Regions from separate parts of the Mus musculus genome. Here regions 1, 2, 3 and 5 are each linked to region 4. Evidence: chromatin contacts called from public HiChIP or PLAC-seq and promoter capture Hi-C data. All regions are on one chromosome and are shown on one strand. The core of a region is the stretch at or near the end of the contact, and the rest is flanking DNA. Distances in the headings are between cores, read along the strand shown. Region 1 holds the start of Gigyf1 (GRB10 interacting GYF protein 1). Region 2 holds the start of Zfp113 (zinc finger protein 113). Region 3 holds the start of Ppp1r35 (protein phosphatase 1, regulatory subunit 35). Region 4 holds the start of Sun1 (Sad1 and UNC84 domain containing 1). Region 5 holds the start of Ap4m1 (adaptor-related protein complex AP-4, mu 1).

Region 1 (2,700 bases), core at 93-2,592, 1.7 Mb after region 4:
CCAGACCGTACTGGCACAGGGGAGACAAACAGTAAGCATGGATGAACCTCAAGAGAGCTTACTCCTATTAGCTCCCCCCCCATCCCCCTACCTGGGAACCCCACCTCCACTGCCTCCCGACCATGCTGGCCACCATCATCAACACGCTCATACCTCCATCCCTCCTTGCAGGCTTCTCAAACCGCCTCTCGCCTCTGTGAAGAAAGGCGTCGGTCAAACATCACCCTTCCCCAGGGGGTGCTAGGCTGGGTAGACACGACCCAGGGGCTCTGATCAGGGCTGGCCTGCTGGGTGTCTCTGGTCCCTCTAGTCACCCTATTCCAGCTCAGTGGCACTCCTCCGTTCTGCCCGTCTCTCTCCATCTTGTCATCCCCACCTGTCATCCCAGCTTTGGCTTCGCTGGATCTCCCGAGGATTCCTTCCGAAGGCCCCATCGCCTTCCTCAATGCTTCTTTGGTAAAAGCAGCTGTCACCACGGCCTCGCCCTGAAGAAGAGGGTTTACACTGGGTCTGGGACCCTCCAGTGTCCCTCTGTATCCTTGCCACCACCCACTCCAACTCTGCCCACCTCCTCCCCTAAAAAATACGAGGAGTCGCTGTCTACCTCGGCTCCGAGTGCTGCCCCTGCCACGGGAGGTGGCAGGCAAAGGGGGCCCAGCCCCTTTCCCCATCAGTCTCAGCACAGCCACACTGTTCACCGACAGCGAGAAGTTTCTCTGAGGAGGGAGCCAGGGATGGCAGTGAGGACCGTCACCCAGTCAGCCCCCATCTTCCCAAGCCCAGCCCCTCCCTCCTCCACCCTAGGCCCAGCCCCACCTGCTCCTCCTCAGTCAGAGGCTCCAGAGCCAGAGGTTGCAGCGGTTCCTCTTGTAACACTGCAGCAAACTCCTTGTCCTGTAGTTCCTCCGGGACCTGGGATGGGGCAGGAGGCCCAATATATTAACCACTCAGAGGCAACTCACAGATAAGGCAAATGGGCGAGGGAGCTGTGCTCCATCCCAAACCTCACCTTGTTCTCCTTGACATAGAGGGCCAGCATCTCCTCTCGCCCATAGCGGTAATCTGCCAGCTTGTATTTGGGCATGGCAGGAGATGGGGGTGGAGAGGCCACGCTGCCACCACTCGAAAGGGCTCTCAGCCTAAAACAGGTACAAAAAAAAAGGGGAGACGGAGGTCCACGTGGCCCTTCACCCCTACACCAGCTTTTCCCCTGGACCAGAGCTTAAGTGACCCACCACTCAGGCCCAAAGTTGAGTGTCTCTGCTGCCATTGTGGAGCTTCGATGCTTCTCAAAGGTCAAGGATGAATGGCAGAGACAGGACCAGGAGAGTACTGTCCAAATACCTGTAGGGTCACAGACAAGTCATGAGTAAGCTGGTGCAGGGCAGATCAGTCATGGCGCCAGCACTTTGCTGGGCCAGTGACAGGCCTCCATCTAGACGGTGAGACATTTTGGCATTGAACTCACCTACACCAGACAGGTGACCACTCACACCATGAGTTAACCAAAGCTGAGTCAGGGTAGGGGAGAGTCCTAGGGAGTGAGGGAACACTGAAGCCTGAGCCCCTTCCAGCTCAGTGGGACGCCCTCTGGTGGCCCAACACTCACCTGACAGTTCTGTCCAGGGAAACAAGGGCTCTCTGGTCTCACAGGGGCCGGGCTGCGCTGAACTAGGATCCCCAAGCAACTAGCTCTAGCCTCTAAGTGCCTGGGAGAAACTTTCACATCTGGGAGAGATCCTTAGGGAGAAGAGGAGGAAGAGAGAGGTTACCCCAGTGAATTAGACAGTCTCCCAGCCCCTGGCCCACAGCTGCCGGGTACAGTGCACTCAGGAGAAGGGACAATGTGGTCATTGGTCAGAGGTGCTCTCATGGGATGGCTGAGGTAACCAGTGTGCCCAGAATACAGTGAGGATTTTCAGCACAAAACTTAAGCCTGCTTTGTAATGCCCATGTTTGTAATCCCAGCACTCAGGAGACAAAGGCAAGAGGACTGCAAGTTCCTGGGACAACCTGGGACAGCACACAGTAAGACTATTCTGAAACAATCACTGGACTGGGGATATAGTTTGGCTGGGGGTGGGGGGGCACTTATTCACCATACTTGAAGCCCTAGACTCTGCCCCCAACACCACACCAACAAGGAATATAGCACCCGGCTTTGATCCCAAACACTTGGGAGATAGAGAGAGGCAGGAGGTTCAGAAATTTAAGGTCACTTCTGGCTACATAAGAGTTTAGGGCCAGCCTGGGCTATATGAGACCCTGTCTCAAAAAATAAGACAGGCAGGCATTGGGGCCGCTTATGTTCTATAGAGGAATGGTCCATTTTATAAAGCAGTATGACAAGCCTTGGAACAAGCCAACTTCTCTAAAGAAAACTTAGGGCATCTGTCTGAGGGGGCTGGGTTTCAGCACAAACTAAGCAGACAGGACTTCCAGAGCCACAGGTACTCACTCCACTCACGGTAGGCTCTGAGCAGGTGGGTGTGGCCACAGGAATAGGAACCAAGACCTAAACTCCTACCCTACATCAACAACTGCCCCTCAGAAAAAAGGTCAAGGTGGGAGCAGGGTTCTCAGGTTGTGGCTGGCGGAAGGCTCCCTCACCATATGGGAAGAGGCAAGTTCAGTCTCTAGTGGCTAATGAGGCAGCAGTGGCAGCAACAGGGCAAGTTCCTCTAGGGTCCTGGGTAGGAG
Region 2 (2,700 bases), core at 111-2,610, 1.0 Mb after region 4:
CTTTAAAAAAAAAAAAAGTACTGGCTGCTCTTCCAGAGGACCCAGATTCCATGCACTCATATGGCCACTCATTACCGTAACTCCAGTTCCAGAAGATGTGATGGCTTCATCTGACCTATATCTGAATCAGGTGTGTGTGTATGTGTGTGTGTATGCAGGAGAAAAACACTCATTAAAATACTAAATCTTCAAATAAATATTAAATCTATTAAAATAATTTTTTGTCTTGCTTTTTTTGAGACAGGGTTTCTCTATGTAGCCCTGGCTGTCTGGAACTCACTCTGTGACCAGCCTGGCCTCGAACTCAGAAATCTACCTGCCTCTGTCTCCCAAGTGCTGGGATTAAAGGCGTGCACCACCACTGCCTGGTTAAAATAAATCTTTTAAAAACTGAGTGCTGAGTGCTTTAAAAAAAAACCCATGGTGCTATTTTGGATATAATATCATTAGCACCAACATAAATTCCAAATTTTAAAAATATAACTATTATACTTATCAAGCAGTGGAGAAATCATGTTAAAAAGGTAATCCTTTTTTCTACTATAAGAAGTTTTGAAATAAAATATTTTCTTAATTAGTGAGAATGTTCAAAATAATTAAAGAAAAATTGATGAGTAAAAAAAAAAAAACAAAAAAACAAAAAAAAAAAAAAAACAAAAACGGGGGCTGGAGACATGGCTCAGTGGTTAAGAGCACTGACTGCTCTTCCGGAGGTCCTGTGTTCAAATCCCAGCAACCACATGGTGGCTCAAAACCATCTGTAACAAGACCTGACTCCCTCTTCTGGTATCTGAAGACAGCTACAGTGTACTTACATATAATAAATAAAATAAATCTTAAAAAAAAAAAAACCAGAAAAACAAAACAAAAACCAAAACCCATGGTGCACTTTTATTTATTTATTTTTTTGTTTGTTTGTTTTGTTTTGTATCATAGGCCAGGCTGGCCTCACAGAGATCTGCCTGACTGTGCTTCCCCAGCGCTGGGATTAAAGGCGTGCGCCATCACGACCAGCCAATGGTGCACATTTATATTAAAGGATTCTTCAAGTTTCATATATTTGCTATGGAGGTGATGGTGTACTCTCTCTCTTGCTATGGAGGTGATGGTGTACTCTCTCTCTCAGAGCCACTAGAACTTGTGCCCTGAATTTCCTGGACCTCCAACTTCTTCAGCTTACGCATCGTCCCTTCCCAACCTGGCCAGCAAGTGGCGCAGTCTGGTGCCCTTGTTTCCCAGCACCATCGAGAACAGCACCATCAGCGTACCATCGAGAGATGAAGACCTCCCATTTTCCTAGAGAGAGCAAGTGGGCATTTGTTGTCCTGGGTGGTGAGAAAGGACGACCCGGAAACGATATGGGGAGGGGCAGTTTCCGTTCTTTGTTCTGTTCTCCGTTGTGTGGGTCTGTAACAGGGTCCAACAGGACCTGTTTCGTGTCCGGCCCCCTAAGTCTTACGTCCCTGTCCCCAGGGTGAGTGGGGCCATCTCCCGGACTCGCGGTGAGGTGGAAGTTGTGGTCTCCGGGGAAGGGGGTTGGTGTTCACACGTCCGCGGCCCGCCGGGGTTCTGGGCCCACCTTCCTCCTGCAGTCGCTGTCCAGCTCCGCAACCCTAGCTGCAGGCGCGCAGCGTGATCCCGGGTGTCGCGTAATGGGACTCCGGGTCTGCTTTTGTGTCTCTTACCGTCCCCAGCCCCAGTGTTTAAAATTCCTAGCGTCGCTACGGAGGTCTCCCTCTCTTTAAAACAACTGATGACAGATTGCCACCCTAACTTGGTACTCTCAGCACACCGATTTCTGTGTGAGGGCAGGAGAAGGAAGTTTTTCCTTAATTGGATCGGAAAACCAGACAGTAGTTCTGGGTCGCAGTGAGAACTAGGGCTTGGGAGGAGGTGCGAACTCGGGTCCTCCGTAACCTCACCAAGATCTCATGTCCTATGGCTATGAATAGGGTTTTTTTGTTTTGTTTTTTGTTTTTTTTTTTAAGCTTACTGACTGATACCTTTTCGTGGACATGCTGGGGCCGGCTCCCTGCAGAAGTGGCCGAGTATGTCCAGTGCATTAGCTGGCTAAAACATTGAGAACCTAGTTGAACACAGAGAACCTTAGTCCATTTCAGCTCTCTTAGGGTGTACTGAAAAGACAGTATGTGATGGTCTTTGCTGGTAGTTCCTAGCACATTCCTTTACCCTCCGTACTTCTTAAGTACCTATATTAGACATAAACTGAACCCGATTTCCCCATTTTGACCCCTTAATCATACAGAACTGGTAGAACCTAAAACAGAAATTCTCAACCTTCCTCATGCTATGACCTTTTAATGCAGTTTCTCATGTGATGACCCCCAACCGTAAAGTTATTATTGTCACTACTTCATAACCGTATTTTTTTTGCTACTGATAAGAACAGTAATGTAAATATCTGTGTTTTCCAATAGTCTTAGGTAACCCCTGTGAAAGAGTCATTCAACTTTCAAAGGGGTCACGACCTACAAGTTTGAGAAACAATGACCTAATGTGAATTTCCAGGAATTAGCCAAATTGGCTTGCTCACATCTAATCCCAGCACAGAGGCAAATGAAGCAAGGCCAACTTGTCCTATACAGTGAATTCCAAGCTAGTCTGGGCTATAGCCTGATTCTTACCCAATAAAGAAAGACCAAACCAAACAAACAAAAACCTCAGAACTGCACAAAAGGT
Region 3 (2,700 bases), core at 70-2,569, 1.4 Mb after region 4:
ACCCCACACTTGGGACAGTGCTTTCCACTTGCCATGGGGGTCGGGGCAGGAAAAGGGTAGAAGACCCTGAAGCAGTTTAATCCTATCTAAACTCCCAAGAACAGTTCGGTAATTTAGGGGGGGAAACATTTTATTCTATTATAAAAAAAAAAAAAACTAACAAAATTACAGACTAGCATTCCAGAGTTATGAGGGCTACGCTTCCCAGCGCCTCAGCATCCGATGCATGAGAAAGGTATCTTCTGAAGGGCGGGGCCGGGCTTGAAGCCTTAGTGGGGGCAGCCCATCCACTGTCAAGTGCGGAGATTCGGACCACAGAGAATCTGGGTTGCACAGCATGGTCATGTCTGGGCCCGGCCCGAGCACCTCCTATGGGAAGGTGAAGCAGGTTACACTCGAGGTGGAGGAAGAGAGCCCAGGGGGTAGAGGGATGTCCAGGTCCCTGCATCCCTTCCTTCACCTTCAGGGGCGGGGCTCGGGGCTGCGGTGGCAGCATCGCCAGCTTCTCCCTCAGCGCCGCGTTCAGTACCTGCTCCTCGGGCACCTGCAGACTCACCAGGTCTCGGTAGAGTCGCTTAGAGCGCGGCACGTTCAACCCTGCGAGCGCAGGGAAGGCGGGACTGAGGATCGCCCTTCACCCAGACCACCGCGCCCGGCCGGCCGCCTGCCCCCCTCACCCTCCGCCACGGTCTCCTCCAGGGCACAGCGGGTCCGGAACGACTTTCTCAGCTGCTCCTCTACCGCCTTGGAGGCATCAAACTGGCCGCTGGCGACAGCGGCGCGCGCGTTCTGCAGCTCCAGACTCAAAGCCAGGCTGCTCTGCAGGGCCGGTGCCTCCAGCTCATGATCGTCGCCCGGTGCACCGGCCACCAGCAGCGGCTCGGACCGCACCGGGGAGGGCGGCGCCAGTTGAAAACGAACCTGGGAGTGGAGGGCGGAACCGTGAGCTGCAGATCCCGGGGCGCTCGGCGGGCGGGGGGCCGGGCCTTCACGCCGCTCACCTGCCGCCCCCTCCGGCTACCGCCCCGCCGCCCCTTCCGCTGACCCGGGCTGCTCTTCCGCGCCTTCGGACTTTCGGGCAGCGGGCTCGGGCTAAGGCTCAAGTCCAAGCCCGGCTCGGGCTCTGGGGCTCGGGGTTCCGGGGCTCGCGGCTCCGGGGGTGGCCCCGGGACCTCCAGGGCCTCTTCGCCTTCAATGGACTCTAACGCAGACGCCCCGAAGCCCATCATCTTGTTCTAAAGGCTCGGGGTTTCAGGACGCGGGGTCTCCTCTTTTCTCCCACCCTCCGGGGCTACCACTACCGGAAACCGTTAGCCCTTACCCACCGGAGTAAGACACGCCCGCCGCGCCACTCCATTGGCGCTCCTGGACGTCATTCCCACCGCTCCGCCCTCCAGCTTCCGGACGCACTTCCGCCCTCACACGCTAACTTCGCCTTTAAGGCGGGGCGTTAGAGCGACGGTGCCCTAGGTACTCTACGGATTCCTATCTAGACTACTTTTCCTTAGGGAACGGGGGTGTGGCGTCTTTGCCTGTCAGACTCTAATGCTCATTTGTTCTGGGATTAAAGCGTTAGTCCTCTTTCACTGTAACAATATCCTCGCTGCTCTCGCATCTAGAGGTCCCGAGTGGCGCCCCCACCCCCCTTCCTGAAGGTTTTGGTCATTTTTGAACGCCGATCAAATCTTCCCTGTACGTGGAAGCAGATTCGTTGCAAAATCCCTGGATTCTGATATTTGCATAAGGAAGTACTAAGGGAATTGACGGAATATTGCCTTAATTTTAAATCCATATCCTGGGGGTTGGTTCAGAGGGTAAAGGCGATTGCCATCAAGACTGACAATTCCAGGGTCACACGTGGTGGAAGGAGAGAACTGACTCCTTTCTGTTGTCCTCTGATGCACACTTAGACTAAGGAAAATCCACATCCTAGTCTCTCAGTCCACCAAACCACACCACCACATACACACAACACACAGAGACATTTTTAAAAAGCAATGACGGCTTAGGAGTTAGAAGCAGCTGGGCCGTGGTGGCACACGCCTTTAATCCCAGCACTTGGGAGGCAGAGGCAGGCGGATTTCTGAGTTCGAAGCCAGCCTGGTCTACGGAGTGAGTTCCAGGACAGTCAGGGCTACACAGAGAAACCCTGTCTTGAAAAGCAAAAACAAAGGAAAGGAACGAATAAGAAAGAATCTGAGTTTGGATCCCCTGCGTCTGCATCTGTGTAAAACCCAATAACCCCCGGGGCTCAATGGCCAGCCAACCTAGCCAAAACATGGAGCTCCAGGCTCACATCGAGTCCCTGCCTTAACAAATAAGGTGGGCAGTGATAGAGGAAGACACCTTGATGTTCATTTCTGGCCTCTACACACACACACATAAATGGGGAGACTGCACCTACACACACAGATGTGCAGCATTCATTTAGCACATACGCATTAAAAGAAAGCCGGCAGCTAATGCTGATGGTTGTGAAGGCAGGTGACCAGTACTCGGAGTCTGCATTTGGATAAGCCTGTAACTCCTGTGACTAAGAGGGTTTCTCCTTATAATGCAAAACACAGCTGGAACCTTAAAGGTAATAAGATCATTTCTGGTGAAACCAAAAGGAGAGCGACTATAGTCCAGAAACAAATTCAGATCTCCCCAAATACCACACCCAAATATGGTAATGGGGTCATAAAGTTCTTACATGAA
Region 4 (2,700 bases), core at 174-2,673:
CCAAAGACCTACCCCCAACAAAAACCTAACGACCAAAAAGGTAGGGCAGACGATCCTATCAGACCCTCTGGTGACTAGAGCATAGACTCATGCCCAGTCCCCACAGCCTGGGTAGAGTTCTCCACAGCCTGCACGCTATAAAAGTGCCGGCCTGAGCCGGGCAGTGGTGGCACACGCCTTCAATCCCAGCACTTGGGTTCAGAGGCAGGTGGATCTCTGGGTGTTCCAGGATCACCAGAGCTGTATAGAGAAACCCTGTCTCGAAAAAGCAAAGAGTTCAAGACTGGCCTGGCCGAGGAAACCAAAAGAGAGAAGAACCAGAAATTACTGCAACTCTGCTCAAGAACATACCCAGGGCTGGACCCACAGGGCTGTGCACACCTGTGATCTAATCCTAGGTACGTGGAAGCAAGAGGGTTAGGAACTCAAGATCATCTTCTACTATATAGTCAATTCTAGGCGGGCCTGGGCTATCTGAGGACCTGTTTCAAGATGCCAGCTTAGTTGCACACATCCCTTTTACCCCAGCACTTAGGAAGCAGACACAGTCTGGATCTTTGTGAGACCAGCCTGGTCTACACAGCCGAGACAGTCAGAAGTACGTAAATGAGACCCTGTCTCCTGACACAAACAAAGGACCGAAAAGGAACATGAGGTTGGGACGCAGAAAGAAAAAAGAAAAGACCTTAGGAGAGATCTAAAATGTATGAACAGTCAGGTTAAAATTCGACACCGGTGCAATGGACGGAATGGTAAAATCTAATTAGTATTTGGTCCAGGAGGCGCGAAGCGCACACCGCAGGACTACACTTCACTCTACACAGCGGGGAGCACCAAAGTTCGCCGGGCTGACTGCATCGGGTCCCCCCGGCTGCATCCAAAAAAGCTCCAGCGGGCCAGCTTTGGTACCGTCCTGCGTGCCGGGCTGGGGGCGAAGGCAACTAACACGGGATAACAAGCTGGTGGCAGGGTGTGCAGGCCAGGGACTCGCTACCGGGCCCGCGCCCATCGCCGCACCTACAACACCTGTGCCCCAGAAGGGAGCGCCCCGGGGATGGCGCCTGCGTGGGTGCGCCTCGACGGGTGGCAGGAGACCCCGGAACCCAACACGCAGGGGTCCGGGGCGAAGGGGAACCAGAGTGCCCGGGCACACGAGACAACTGGACTCAGGGCGCCGGGGCGCGCGCGGCCTGGCAACGCGAAGGGCGTCACGCGCGTCGTGGCCAGTTGGCGGTTCCCACTTGGGGCCATCCCTGCAACCTACATCCCGGCCCGCCCTGAGACAGTCCCTAGTACCCGAGAGGAGTCCGCAGCGCCCACCCGCCTACTCGTCCCCTACAGCCCGCTGGCCGCAGCTCACCTGCCTCGCGCCGCCGCCTCAGGCCTCGTCCGCACCGCCCAGGCCCGGGACCGAAGACTCCCCACATCTACAGCCAATCGCGCGCCGCGCCGGGATCGGAGGCGGGAGCGACGCGAACGTCCGTCAATCCCAAGCGCGCCTGCTGAAGCTCCAGGCCAATGGGGAGGCCGCTGACCCGCCACGGCCCTGCGGGGGGCGGGGAAAGGGCGGGACGTGTGGCGTCAGTGGGCGGAGCGGGCGCGCTGGGACTTGAGGGGCCGCACCTAGGGAGGCTGCTCCTCTCCGGTGGCGTTAGAATTAGGATTCTGTGCAGAGGCGCACGCGCGCGCTGAGTTCCAGGCAGGGCTTCAGTGGGCCCAGAAGATCCGACTCCTGCTGAAGGAGCAGTGGGCTCCCAAACACATCCTCTTCTCAGTTGTCCCCGCGTAGCGTTTGCAGGAAACCTCCGACGCCCTGCCCTGCCCTGCCCTGCGGGCTGGAAGCCAGAGCCTTTTCTCCTGGGGACTCCACCCACCAGGCCCTCTCTCACTTGCGCAGTTTTGCAAAACCTTGAATTGCATTTGTTTTGTTTATAGGCAGGGTTTTATTCTGTAACCTTGACTGCCCTAAAACTCTACTGTAGACCAGACTGGCGTTGAACTCGCAGAGATAAGCCAGCCTCTGCGAAGCAGGACTTACAGGCGTGTGCCACCACGCCCCTCTTGGTTTTTCCTTTTTTAACTGTCTCACTGTGGCCTAGAATTCACGACATAGCCCTGACTGACCTCCAGTTTGCCACAATCCTCCTGCTTTATCCTCCCAAGCACTGAGATTACTACCATATGCCACAGGCAGCTGGCTAGCTTTCACTCTTTTCTAAAAGTGTGTTTGTGTGTATGTCTGTTTAAGTGGATGATGAATGTGTGTGTGTGTGTGTGTGTGTGTGTGTGTGTGTGTGTGCCTACAAAGGTCTCAAATGCCCCAGAGCTGCCAAAAGGGGATGCTGGCAACCAAACTACAGTCCCCGAATGACCAGCAAGTGCTCTTAATGGCTGAGCCATCCTTCCAGACCTTGGCTTTTACATTTTAAAAAAATTAATTAATTTTTTTTTTTTTTTTTTTTAGAGAGGGTCTCCATGTAGTCCTGGCTGCCCTGGAACTTGCTATGTAGCTCTGCCTGCCTCCACTGGGACCAGTAGCACTTACCACCATGCCTGGCTGGTTTTACACTTTTTAGAAAGGGTCTGGAGCTGGGAAGATGGATTAGTTAGTAAAATGTTTGCACTGTAAGCGTAAAGACCTGAATTCAATCTCAGAATACGAATTTAAAAAAACCAAAAGCCTAGTGCTGTATGTTTGTC
Region 5 (2,700 bases), core at 150-2,649, 1.0 Mb after region 4:
TGGTCAAAGTTCCCTTGCTCAACCCCTTATGTCAAAATATGATTGGACAGTGCTACAGCTCACCCCACTCCCCTCCACTTTGTGGTGTCAGCCTTTAACTGCTAGGCAAGTTCAGGAGTCTGTTCTACAGCCCTGACTGATCAGTACTGGCTTGATTACAATACCTTTTTGTCATCTGCATTGACCTAGTGCTTGAGTTATGGTGGATCTATATTGGATTTAGCAGATTCTACAACAAGTAGAAGATACCTGATCTCCACACATGTGCAGTGATGTGGGCAAATACACACACACACACACACACACACGTGAATAAATAAACTTAAAAAGACCAAAGTTTTTGGGCTTTACCAGCACTTCATCCAGGAGTTCGTAGACAAGCGCCACATTGCGTGAGATGGTTCCCTCATTGAGTGAGCCACAGTAGTCACCCAAGAGAGTGGCTAGCCTAAGGAAACACAGCAAATTATGTGTGAATAAACCTCACACGCCCTCCTTCTTAAGTGCCTGTCCCAACTCTACTCACCGGGAAAGCAGCTCCAGAAGGCTGAAAGGAGAGACGTTTTCTAAGGTTGTGGCCACCAAATAGAGCCCACTGTGTCTGATGTGAATAAAATGACGATCACCGTGATACTGAGGCAGAGTTGAGGACAGAGGCCATTAAGAAAAGACCAGAATTGTAGTAAGGAAACCTGCAAGATGGCACCCTGAGGTCTACTAGTGATGGGCGATGCCCCAGATCTAAGACCTGGCCGCCTAACGTGGAAAGGTAGTATCTACCTCTCAAAGTTGTTGATAGTCAAAAAATAGGGTGCATGGCTCTGTAACTGGCTTCTTGTTAGTACTCAAAACATTTATAAACAAATCCTCCCCACACACACACCCCCGCCCCCAAGCTTCCTACCAAGCTGCCCTTGACAGGGAGGAGGCACTCACCCACCTCCACAGTTCTAAGGCCCTGCACACCAACCACAGTAGTTACCATGACAACCGGGGACTCGCCTCCAGGCAGTCCCGTCAGCTTCCGGTAGAAGAGCTCTGCCACATCACGACCACCACTGTCCCCGCGGACTAGCCAGGTGGAAAGATAGTTAAGGAACAGGCGACACAGACTGATCTGGATTCGATTTCTACCCAGCTACCCTACCCCGTCTCCCGGGTCAAAGGATACAGTCTTTATAGATGAGCGGATCCCCCTTGGAAGACAGAATGAAGAACTGGGAAATCATGGCGGTTCTGGAGGATAGACGAGAACACGGTGAAAGTTGAACCCACCCCGCCTTGTGGACGCGGAACAAAAGGCCGCACGGAGGCTGGCGCTTTAAGAAACACTCCTCCCACACACACACTCGCGAGCATTAATTTCGAACCGCGGGAAACAGGGTGTCCAACCCGCCAGGATCTGGCAATCTTTCAACGGCCCGCCCTCAAGCCCCTTGTCATTCAATCTAGACTCGTCCATTGATTGGTTAAAGTTAGGGGCTGGCAGCAGTTGGGAACCCCCTATCTGATTGGCGGGTTCTCAGCCGCACGGGTCACATGGGTGACGACGTTTCGCGCCAATTTCGGTTGGCCGGCTACGTCCCGCCGCGCGTTCGTTTTCTGCTTCCCCAGAGAGAGATTTTTGAGCCCTTCAAGTCCTGCCACACCGTCCCCGGCAGCGATGGCGCTTAAGGACTACGCGATCGAAAAAGGTGAAGATCTATAGGGCTGGGGGCGGCGTCCTCGGAGGGAAACTTCTACCTGCACCTGTTGAGGGGTGCTGGAGTCTTGGGGTCGGGCGGGGGAGGGGGAGTGAGCCGGGATCTGTGACTCCGAGGACAGGCGAACTGCGCCTGCAATAAGCAGTGGGCGTCAAGGATGGAGGAAGCAATCCTCCTTGGAAAAGGTGATGTGTTTGTGTTATGGAGAGAACCCAGTGGAGTCCACAAAGGAGGGGCGCGCTCGGTAGAGACCGGGTGACTTGGTTCAATGCATTCAATACGTGACCCAAGGGACTAGGTTACTGGGCCAGCCTCTGCTGCTCGGGGCGCTAGCGAATTCCCGCGTCCACTGGAGACTGGCCGAAGTCCAGAGGCGGGGCTTGCCAGACCGCTACGCGCCGCGATTGGTTGTTTTCGGCCGCCCTCCAAGCGGAAGTAGAGGCGGGCGGAAGTGGCGCTACCCGATCTTGGGACTGTCGTGTGTAAACAGTGTCCTTCCGCGCGGTGGCCTCGGAGATAGCTGCAGTAGGTAGGGGCGTGCCTAGAATTGGGAGGCTAAGCGCCCGGTGGCGAAAGGTGGCAGTGTGGTGGACCCGAATGGCCCTTTGGCGTTCTGGCCAATCCCCGCTCGGCCACCCGTCTCGGGCGGAGGAATCCTGGGCTGTGAGGCGGCTGGAATCTGGGCCCATGTGCTTCTTTGTTTACTAAGAGCGGAAGCAGTGGCGGGAGCCGGGCATGAGTGCAGAGGAGGCCTAGTGGCGGACGTCCTGGCGGGAGCCTAAGAAAAAGAGTTGTACTGGTAGAGCGAGAGCCGAGGACCTTAAGTCGATTGGGAGCGAGCTGAGAGAATTGAAGAAACTGAGATTCCTAATTAAGACAGAGTGTGGAATTCTCTTGGGAAGGTTGGGTAAGACTCTTGTAGCTGCCCGAAGACCTATATTCTTCTCTGTGTAAAAACGGACTTGTGAAAAGGAACACTGCCTACTTTGGGGAGAAC

Evidence for each region. Promoter capture Hi-C pulls out the DNA fragments that hold promoters and counts their contacts. HiChIP or PLAC-seq counts read pairs in DNA pulled down with a chosen protein or histone mark.
Region 1: a contact with region 4 is called in an HNF4G HiChIP or PLAC-seq map of pancreatic cancer cells. The contact joins the promoter of Gigyf1 here to the promoter of Sun1 in region 4. A contact is called at or near these places in 1 of 39 promoter capture datasets (liver) and 1 of 115 datasets of contacts at active chromatin or transcription factors (pancreatic cancer cells).
Region 2: a contact with region 4 is called in an H3K27ac HiChIP or PLAC-seq map of microglia, with 6 times the contacts expected there. The contact joins the promoter of Zfp113 here to the promoter of Sun1 in region 4. A contact is called at or near these places in 4 of 39 promoter capture datasets (the 3T3-L1 cell line, cranial neural crest, hippocampal neurons and 1 more) and 2 of 115 datasets of contacts at active chromatin or transcription factors (large pre-B cells and microglia).
Region 3: an H3K4me3 HiChIP or PLAC-seq map of embryonic stem cells shows a contact between it and region 4, with 5 read pairs. The contact joins the promoter of Ppp1r35 here to the promoter of Sun1 in region 4. A contact is called at or near these places in 1 of 39 promoter capture datasets (erythroid cells) and 1 of 115 datasets of contacts at active chromatin or transcription factors (embryonic stem cells).
Region 5: a promoter capture Hi-C map of pre-B cells shows a contact between it and region 4, with 3 times the contacts expected there. The contact joins the promoter of Ap4m1 here to the promoter of Sun1 in region 4. A contact is called at or near these places in 7 of 39 promoter capture datasets (the 3T3-L1 cell line, cranial neural crest, embryonic stem cells and 3 more), 1 of 484 Hi-C or Micro-C datasets (B cells), 4 of 115 datasets of contacts at active chromatin or transcription factors (astrocytes, embryonic limb bud, extraembryonic endoderm stem cells and 1 more) and 2 of 9 other capture datasets (adipose tissue and liver).

The regions. Positions count from the first base shown.
Region 1 is chr5:137,517,522-137,520,221 of GRCm38.p6, reverse strand. It overlaps Gigyf1 (GRB10 interacting GYF protein 1), which reads right to left and starts at 1,342. Exons shown (of 24, transcript NM_031408.2): 1 at 1,236-1,342; 2 at 1,010-1,139; 3 at 817-912; 4 at 605-716; 5 at 377-485; 6 at 154-194; 7 at 1-10. The coding sequence starts at 1,270.
Region 2 is chr5:138,154,404-138,157,103 of GRCm38.p6, reverse strand. It overlaps Zfp113 (zinc finger protein 113), which reads left to right and starts at 1,360. Exons shown (of 5, transcript NM_019747.4): 1 at 1,360-1,474.
Region 3 is chr5:137,777,523-137,780,222 of GRCm38.p6, reverse strand. It overlaps Ppp1r35 (protein phosphatase 1, regulatory subunit 35), which reads right to left and starts at 1,319. Exons shown (of 4, transcript NM_027242.5): 1 at 1,002-1,319; 2 at 678-921; 3 at 461-597; 4 at 116-369. The coding sequence starts at 1,229. The coding sequence ends at 196.
Region 4 is chr5:139,199,360-139,202,059 of GRCm38.p6, reverse strand. Sun1 (Sad1 and UNC84 domain containing 1) reads right to left here and starts at 1,423. Exons shown (of 23, transcript NM_024451.2): 1 at 1,361-1,423.
Region 5 is chr5:138,170,720-138,173,419 of GRCm38.p6, reverse strand. It overlaps Ap4m1 (adaptor-related protein complex AP-4, mu 1), which reads right to left and starts at 1,399. Exons shown (of 15, transcript NM_021392.4): 1 at 1,172-1,399; 2 at 983-1,071; 3 at 527-633; 4 at 352-448. The coding sequence starts at 1,229. Mcm7 (minichromosome maintenance complex component 7) reads left to right here and starts at 1,537. Exons shown (of 15, transcript NM_008568.3): 1 at 1,537-1,694. The coding sequence starts at 1,664.